Regions from separate parts of the Zea mays genome. Here region 2 is linked to region 1. The links are chromatin contacts, called in public Hi-C maps. All regions are on one chromosome and are shown on one strand. Each heading gives the region's core, a stretch centred on a gene start, on an enhancer-like site or on the middle of the called end of the contact. The rest is flanking DNA. Distances are from core to core; before and after follow the strand shown.

Evidence for each region. Hi-C and Micro-C count contacts between places; a contact is called where the count stands out from the background.
Region 2: a contact with region 1 is called in a Hi-C map of ear, with 2.4 times the contacts expected there. The contact joins the promoter of LOC103653970 here to the enhancer-like site in region 1. A contact is called at or near these places in 2 of 25 Hi-C or Micro-C datasets (ear and tassel).

The regions. Positions count from the first base shown.
Region 1 is chr4:165,180,112-165,183,810 of Zm-B73-REFERENCE-NAM-5.0, reverse strand. No RefSeq gene overlaps it. Among protein-coding and RNA genes, the nearest start is that of LOC100273484, 46 kb to the right of the region's middle. Within about 2 kb of position 1,965, at least 16 of the 20 cell types and tissues checked have an H3K27ac peak or open chromatin away from gene starts, as enhancers often do. A contact at or near this core is called in ear and tassel, where this site is marked.
Region 2 is chr4:165,425,492-165,429,190 of Zm-B73-REFERENCE-NAM-5.0, reverse strand. LOC103653970 (putative pentatricopeptide repeat-containing protein) reads right to left here and starts at 1,757. Exons shown (of 1, transcript XM_008680796.3): 1 at 1-1,757. The coding sequence starts at 1,548.

The sequences.
Region 1 (3,699 bases), core at 716-3,215:
GCTCAGCTCCACCAAAAGGCAGGGGGGCATATGTTCGAACCAAAATTGAGCGCGGACGGTCCGGCCCTGAGGCCGGACGGTCCGCGGTCCGGACGGTCCGCGCCTGTGGGCCGGACGGTCCGCGCGTGCGCAGAACAGATTAGGGTTCCGAGTTTTGTGCTACGGTTGTTAGCTAAAATCATGGGATAAGCTCGGAAATTAGTTTATAAAGGGTCCAGCCCCCCTCCTCTATAAATAGAGAGGTATACGGCCGATTTGTAATCATCAACAATCGAATCAATACAACTTTTATTCGCATTTTATCCTAGGAGTAGTTCTAGTCTAGTTTAGGTTGAGCCTCTCAATCCCCAAATTCTCCGCCTCTCCTCGACTCTACGTCGATTAGAGGAGTCTAGATCGGTCTACCCGAGCCTAGACACCACCTAGGATCTCTACTCCCCGACGGGGTCCCTCCCGGGAGCGAGATCCAGGCGCCGTCGGCGATCTTCCGCCGTCCCTGCGTACGCGCGGACCGTCCGGCCCCAGGGCGCGGACCGTCCGGTCGTCAGGCAGGAGCCCTAACCGTGCGCCAGGCCGCGGACCGTCCAGCCCCAGGCCGCGGACAGTCCGCCCTTGCGCAGAGAGCACCACCGCGCCTCGCACCAGGCCGCGGACCGTCCGGCCCCGCGCGCGGACCGTCCGCCCCTGTGCAGAGAGCACCGCCGCCGGTTCTTCTTGAGTATTTGGCGCTCCGAAAAGGCGTCAACAGTAGGTTTATTCTCCTCTCCTAGTAGTGGGCTATTACCTCATAGATAAGTCATGACTACCTAAGCCTAACATGAGAGGAGCCACACGTAACACAACTTTTCCACATAATACCACCCGCTAGCTAAAGAATGACGAACGATCGAACGAGCTATTAAAAACAGGGTCAGCCTATTTTTTTTACCTTATACCTTTCTAGACCTTTTGATTAAAATAAAGTATAATATTTATTTTTATGTTACGTTACAACGTACGGAAATTGTACTTAGACCTGTATTTCTGAGTGAAAACTCTAACAACCAGCATAACGATGCTGGTGGTAAAATCATGGGCACACACCCACTGCAGGAAACGGAGCTGCGAAGATGAGGCGGGTGCGGTGCCGCAGTGCTAAGCTGACACTGCTGCATCGGGACAAAAGTTGGAGTGCTCATGATAATGAAGCAATGCGAGATGGATCGGAGTCCTAACAACCTCTAGGACGACTCTGGAGTAATCCAGTCGGTTTCAATCAAAGTCCTCGGAAAAAAGAGATAGTGCATGCTCTGCTCGATCCATGTGTGATGGGAGTGACACGTCTCTGGTCACTTTTGAGCCAGGGATAGTCTGTCTAACAAGAGTTGTTGACAAGGAGATGCAACAAGCAGAGAGATTGTGGTGGAGACATCTCTTAATAACCCATTATTACCAGTTCTTTTTATGAGGCACGGAAATTATTATAGTTTTTTTTGTCTATGGTCTTGTATTAAGGCGCATAAGCTGAATCTTATAGATATGTGCCACACACATGTGAGTAGCAGACTTAGCTTGCAGGGCAAAATAAGACCTCAAAGTTGCAGACATACGATTTTGATTTCGATCGCATGTACAACCACCACCTCTTCATAAATAAAAAAACAAACAAACAGAATACACAATATATGCAACATTTACGAATAATAATATATTGTGAATCTTATATGTGTCCCCTCAGTTCGGAGCGATGTAAATTCCAGATAGTAATGATAAAAACTAGTAAAGCCGAACTGTTCGGAGCCACGAAAGTGACGCGCGTTCCATCTGCTGTACTTCCAGATGGTTGGGTTAGCTGGCCGCCGGATCACCGGGGTGCTGGACCTTTTGTCTCGCGGCTGCATCGTCATCGTCATCGTCATGCACGGCGCATGTGGGGTGTCGTCCGCCCAGGCCCAGCAGGGCTGCAGGGGTGGCTTTCAGGGCCCCTGTTGGGCTGCACCGGCAGAGATCCCCTCTGCCCCGCCTACCGCCGGCAGCGACAAATAGAAGACAACCCACAACGCCCCCACGCCGCCTGCACCGTGGCGCCCAACGGTCTGCGCGCAGGGGGAGAGACGCCGGCTGCAGCCTCCAGCCATGCCCCTGCCCGGCCAGACTCTTGCACTGTACATACACCTGCGTGCATGGTGTCGCGCGGTTAGGGCTGGACGAAATACTTGTGGCTCGTTGGCTCGCTCGGCTCGTAGCCTGCTCGGCTCGACTCGGATCGGATCGTTTGAATTTTTACACGAGCTGAGCCAGCGTCCCAGCTCGGTTTCTTAACGAGTCAGCTCGAGCTGAGCTCGAGCCAGCTCGCGAGCTAACCGAGCTGCAACATTCCAGCGCCACTTTCGCTTCTTTGACTTGGCCCATCAGCTGTCAGCCCATTTCCTGAGCGGCTGAGCCCACTAATCCTTCTTGCATTCCTATTTCCAGCGCCACTTCTAGAATCCTCAGCCCGCGGCCAACGCGGCAACGCGCAGGGCGCAGCGCAGTCCCAAATTCGCAATCGCAGTTCGCAAATCCGCCACAAACCCTAGACGTCACGGCGGCTCGGGCGCTCGGCGGTCGGCGCTGCCTCCAGGCTCCACTCCACCTCCACTCCAGCGCCACCGGTCAAGCGGCCACCGGCGGGCGGCGGCGTCCACTGGCCACTGCTCCCGCATCGAGACACGGCACGCCGGCACGGGGTGGCCGGGCAGCAGGTCCGCACGCGGCACGCGGCACGCCCGTGCGCGCGCCTGAAGACCGTCGCCCGTGCGGACTCGCGGACTCGCCAGTCGCCAACTCGCCATCATCCGAAGACCCTCGTCGTCGCCCCAAGCCAAGAGCCTCGCCGTCGGCCAACTCGCGGACTCGCCATGGCTGCTGCTGCTGCCTAAGTGACATGGTATGAAGAGAAATGGCTACATTATTGTGTGATAGTTTTATTAGGATTTATACCTTTTCACATATGAGAAGTGGCTTCAAGAGAGACTGATTCACTGATACTGGGACTGTATTAATATGTACCATTTCAACAGTTCAAGCACTATGGAGGAGGAGAACACTCCATTGCCAGCAAGTTTGGGGTCTCGATCTCGAACTCGAACCAAGCAACTCACAAAGAAGCCACCCATTTCGATGCAGAAGATGCATGCAACAACAGCATCATCGGCGTCCGGCAATCGGTCTAATGTTTCTATATCTGTGGTGAGTATCCAAAACTCCAAATGCTAATCTTTTGTTGTCTTCACATTTTTTGTTGTATGCTAGATTGTAATGTTGGATTGAAATGCAGGAGCCAACAACTAATTCTAGAGAGGAGGAAGACAAGGACGAGGACAATAGCCTCGACATGGAGGATGATTTCTCTCTAAGCCTATCTTCAGAGGATGGTGGGAGCCAGGGTGAAGATGAGGTTCATAATGCAAAGAGAGGAGTCAAAAGGGCAAAGGGTGATGTTCCATTATCTCCTTCAAAGTGTAAGGTCAAGAGGGTGAAGCGAGCAGATTGCTGGAAGTATTTTAAGGTGGTCGAAGTTCAATCAAAGAAGAAGTTTGGGGAAATGGTGACGAAGGCCAAGTGCAAGTTTTGTTACAAACTGTATGTGTATCAACCTGGGGGTCCAACATCACAGCTGAATCGACATCTTGATAAGTGCACCGCCTACCAGAACAAGTTGGCCAATGCAAAATCAAA
Region 2 (3,699 bases), core at 508-3,007, 250 kb before region 1:
GCCAGAGTGGCTGCATGCTGATAACACTGACAGAAACGTCACATTGTTGGGTTGAATTGATGAGGCAATCATCCTTTGGTACAACGCAACAGCTTCTTGACCAAGGCCGTGGGCTCCATAACCAGCAATCATTGAGCCCCACACCACAATATCTTTTTCTGTAGTACCTTCAAATACCCTAACAGCGCTATCTAAGTCTCCACATTTTGAATACAAATCAAGAAGGGCAGCAGCTACAAATGCATTATTATTGAAACCATTTCTAACTAAATAGCCATGGAGACAAATGGCTAGGCGATTACCTCCAAATTCTGAGCATGCAGCAAGTACCTTCACCATCGTGACGGCATCAGGAACATGATCATTCAACAACATGCATTTGAACGAATGGAGGGATTCACCAGGGAGTTCATTTTGTGTGAGGCCACCAATGACAGCAGCCCAAGCAACCACATCTTTCTTTGGCATCCGATGAAATAAGCGCATTGCCTCCTCATGACATGAGCACTTCATGTACATATCAACCAAAGCCGTCGCTACACCCAGCTCAAGCTCACAACCTATGCTGACAGCAACACGGTGAAGTCGCTTACCTTCCTCAGCATCGACAACTAGCGCACAAGCCTGCAGAACACTCACTAAAGTCACTGAATTGGGCTGGACACGTGCCTTAACCATCTCCCTGTACATTCTGAACCCTGTGTGTGCGTCTCCGTGTTGCACATACCCTTTGATCATGCAGCTCCAAGTGATCACATCCCTATCTGTCATGCCCTCAAATAACCTCATAGATGCCTGTAAATCACCAATTTTCACATAAAAGCCGAGAACAGCATTTACTAAAGCTAGATCATAGCTCAAGCTGTTTCTGACAACATAAGCGTGGCACGCCTGTCCCTTCCGGACATGCCCCAACTGTGCTGCTGCCGACATCACACTCACAAGTGTGACTGGTGTCACCAAAACGCCCTGACCAACAACGTTCCTTGCAAAGAACTCCAGTGCTTCCTCGGCCATTCCGTTCTGCTCGTAGCCGGTTACCACAGACGTCCTGAGCACAATGTCCGGCTTCTCAAGCATGCCATACGCGTTGATGGCCCCAGCCATGTCTCCACACCTGGAGTACATCTGCACGATCGCTGTGGCGACAAAGGCGTCTTCAGACGCGGTGCAAGAGCGTACGGCGGCCGCGTGCACGGCGCGGCCATGGGTGAGCGAGGGGAGCGCGGTGCAGGCCCTCAGCAGGAGCGAGAGAGTGAAGCCGTCCCGGCGCACTCGGAGCCGCTGACCAAGGAGGATAGCGGCGCGCCACTGCCGCGCGCGGATGTGGGCGCGGAGGAGCGCGTTGGCGAGGCGCGGCGTCGGGCTGCGGATTTCGTCGAACAGGTCGCGGGCGAGGCCCGGAGGGTAGCACGCGAGGACGTGCGCGGTCAGGTGGTGCGAAGAGTGGAGGAGGCCCGAGCGGAGAATGTTAGCGTGGAGATGCGCGGCGGCGAGAGGGGTAGAGGTGGCGGCAGCGGCTTCTAGAAGCTTTTGGAGCGGTTGCATGGATGCGACGGCCGGAAAACACCCAACGTCAGCCAGTTGCCGACGCCGGTTATCGGTAGTCCACCGTGGTGCCGGAGCTGCTGCCCGCTTCGTGACGCCGTCGGAGCCGCCGCCAGCCTTGCCGCGAGGGCCACCGGCGAGGAGATGCACGCAGCTAAGGACGGATTGTTTTCTATTCTGTGAATAATGTTCGGTTTCTAGCGAAAAAAAAAAGAGTGAAGCGGCTATAGGAGTCTTTATCTAATCTACTTTCTTAAAACTTGACCCCTTTTGAAGCTTTGTCCGCATTCCGCGGGCTTACAGCCATCACCGTGTCGACGCGTGGCCAAGTTGATCGCGGAACCGAAACATTCATCCAATAGAGCTGTGAGCGCCTGAACGGTTCCGTGTTCTCCACTTCTCTCCCACACCGTCCCTCTTCTCCTGTGCTCAGCTACCATGAGCACGCTCTAGGCCTCCTCCGCCTTCGCCCGCTCCTTTCGCCACTGCCCCTTCCACTGTCAGCCCCTCTCCTCCACCTCCCTCTATTTCCCCCCGGCCACCGCGAGCCCTGCCTCCGTGCATTGGTCCCGGCCACGCCGCGAGGAGGTGGAGCAGTGCGAACATGTGGCCGAAACGAAGACCCACCGCCGCTGGGGATGGCCCAGACGCCGCCACGATCCGAGGAGCAAGGATGAGGAGCCCGATGAGGTGGAGCCGCAGGCGGAGGATCCTCGCGAGGAGGAGAACACGGAGGCGGTGCCCGTAGCTGTAGGGGAACCGGTCAAGAGCACTGGCAAGGGGAAGAAGCAGAAGAAGCACTATGCTTCCTTTGAGTACCACGACAACAGCTTCGAGATGGTAAGCCTCCTTCTCCTCTGTTTCTCACTTCCAGATCTTCGTCCACAGTGTCGTCGAGGATTTAGAGCCACGGGAGCAGCACTATCAAAGTCGCGTGCTGCCACCTCCGCCATTCCCTCTCCTCACCTCCCTTCCAGTCTTCCACCTTGCTTCTCGCAGGCAGCTGAAGCAATCGGAGCAAGCAGAGAGAGGTCGGCTCCTACCACCCCCAGGCAGCCATGGACGCCCCCGAGGCGTGGAGTAGCGCATCCTCCTCCCCTTTTGAAGCTAAACTTGACCCCTTTTGAAGCTCTGTCCGCATTCTGCGGGCTTACAGCCATCACCGTGTCGACGCGTGGTCAAGTTGATCGCGGAACCGAAACATTCATCCAATAGAGCTGTGAGCGCCTGAACGGTTCCGTGTTCTCCACTTCTCTCCCACACCGTCCCTCTTCTCCTGTGCTCAGCTACCATGAGCACGCTCTAGGCCTCCTCCGCCTTCGCCCGCTCCTTTCGCCACTGCCCCTTCCGCTGCCAGCCCCTCTCCTCCACCTCCCTCTATTTCCCCCCGGCCACCGCGAGCCCTGCCTCCGTGCATTGGTCCCGGCCACGCCGCGAGGAGGTGGAGCAGTGCGAACATGTGGCCGAAACGAAGACCCACCGCCGCTGGGGATGGCCCAGACGCCGCCACGATCCGAGGAGCAAGGATGAGGAGCCCGATGAGGTGGAGCCGCAGGCGGAGGATCCTCGCGAGGAGGAGAACACGGAGGCGGTGCCCGTAGCTGTAGGGGAACCGGTCAAGAGCACTGGCAAGGGGAAGAAGCAGAAGAAGCACTATGCTTCCTTTGAGTACCACGACAACAGCTTCGAGATGGTAAGCCTCCTTCTCCTCTGTTTCTCACTTCCAGATCTTCGTCCACAGTGCCGTCGGGGATTTAGAGCCACGGGAGCAGCACTGTCAAAGTCGCGTGCTGCCACCTCCGCCATTCCCTCTCCTCACCTCCCTTCCAGTCTTCCACCTTGCTTCTCGCAGGCAGCTGAAGCAATCGGAGCAAGCAGAGAGAGGTCGGCTCCTACCACCCCCAGGCAGCCATGGACGCCCCCGAGGCGTGGAGTAGCGCATCCTCCTCCCCTTTTGAAGCTAAACTTGACCCCTTTTGAAGCTCTGTCCGCATTTCGCGGGCTTACAGCCATCACCGTGTCGACGCGTGGCCAAGTTGATCGCGGAACCGAAACATTCATCCAATAGAGCTGTGAGCGCCTGAACGGTTCCGTGTTCTCCACTTCTCTCCCACACCGTCCCTCTTCTCCTGTGCTCAGCTACCATGAGCA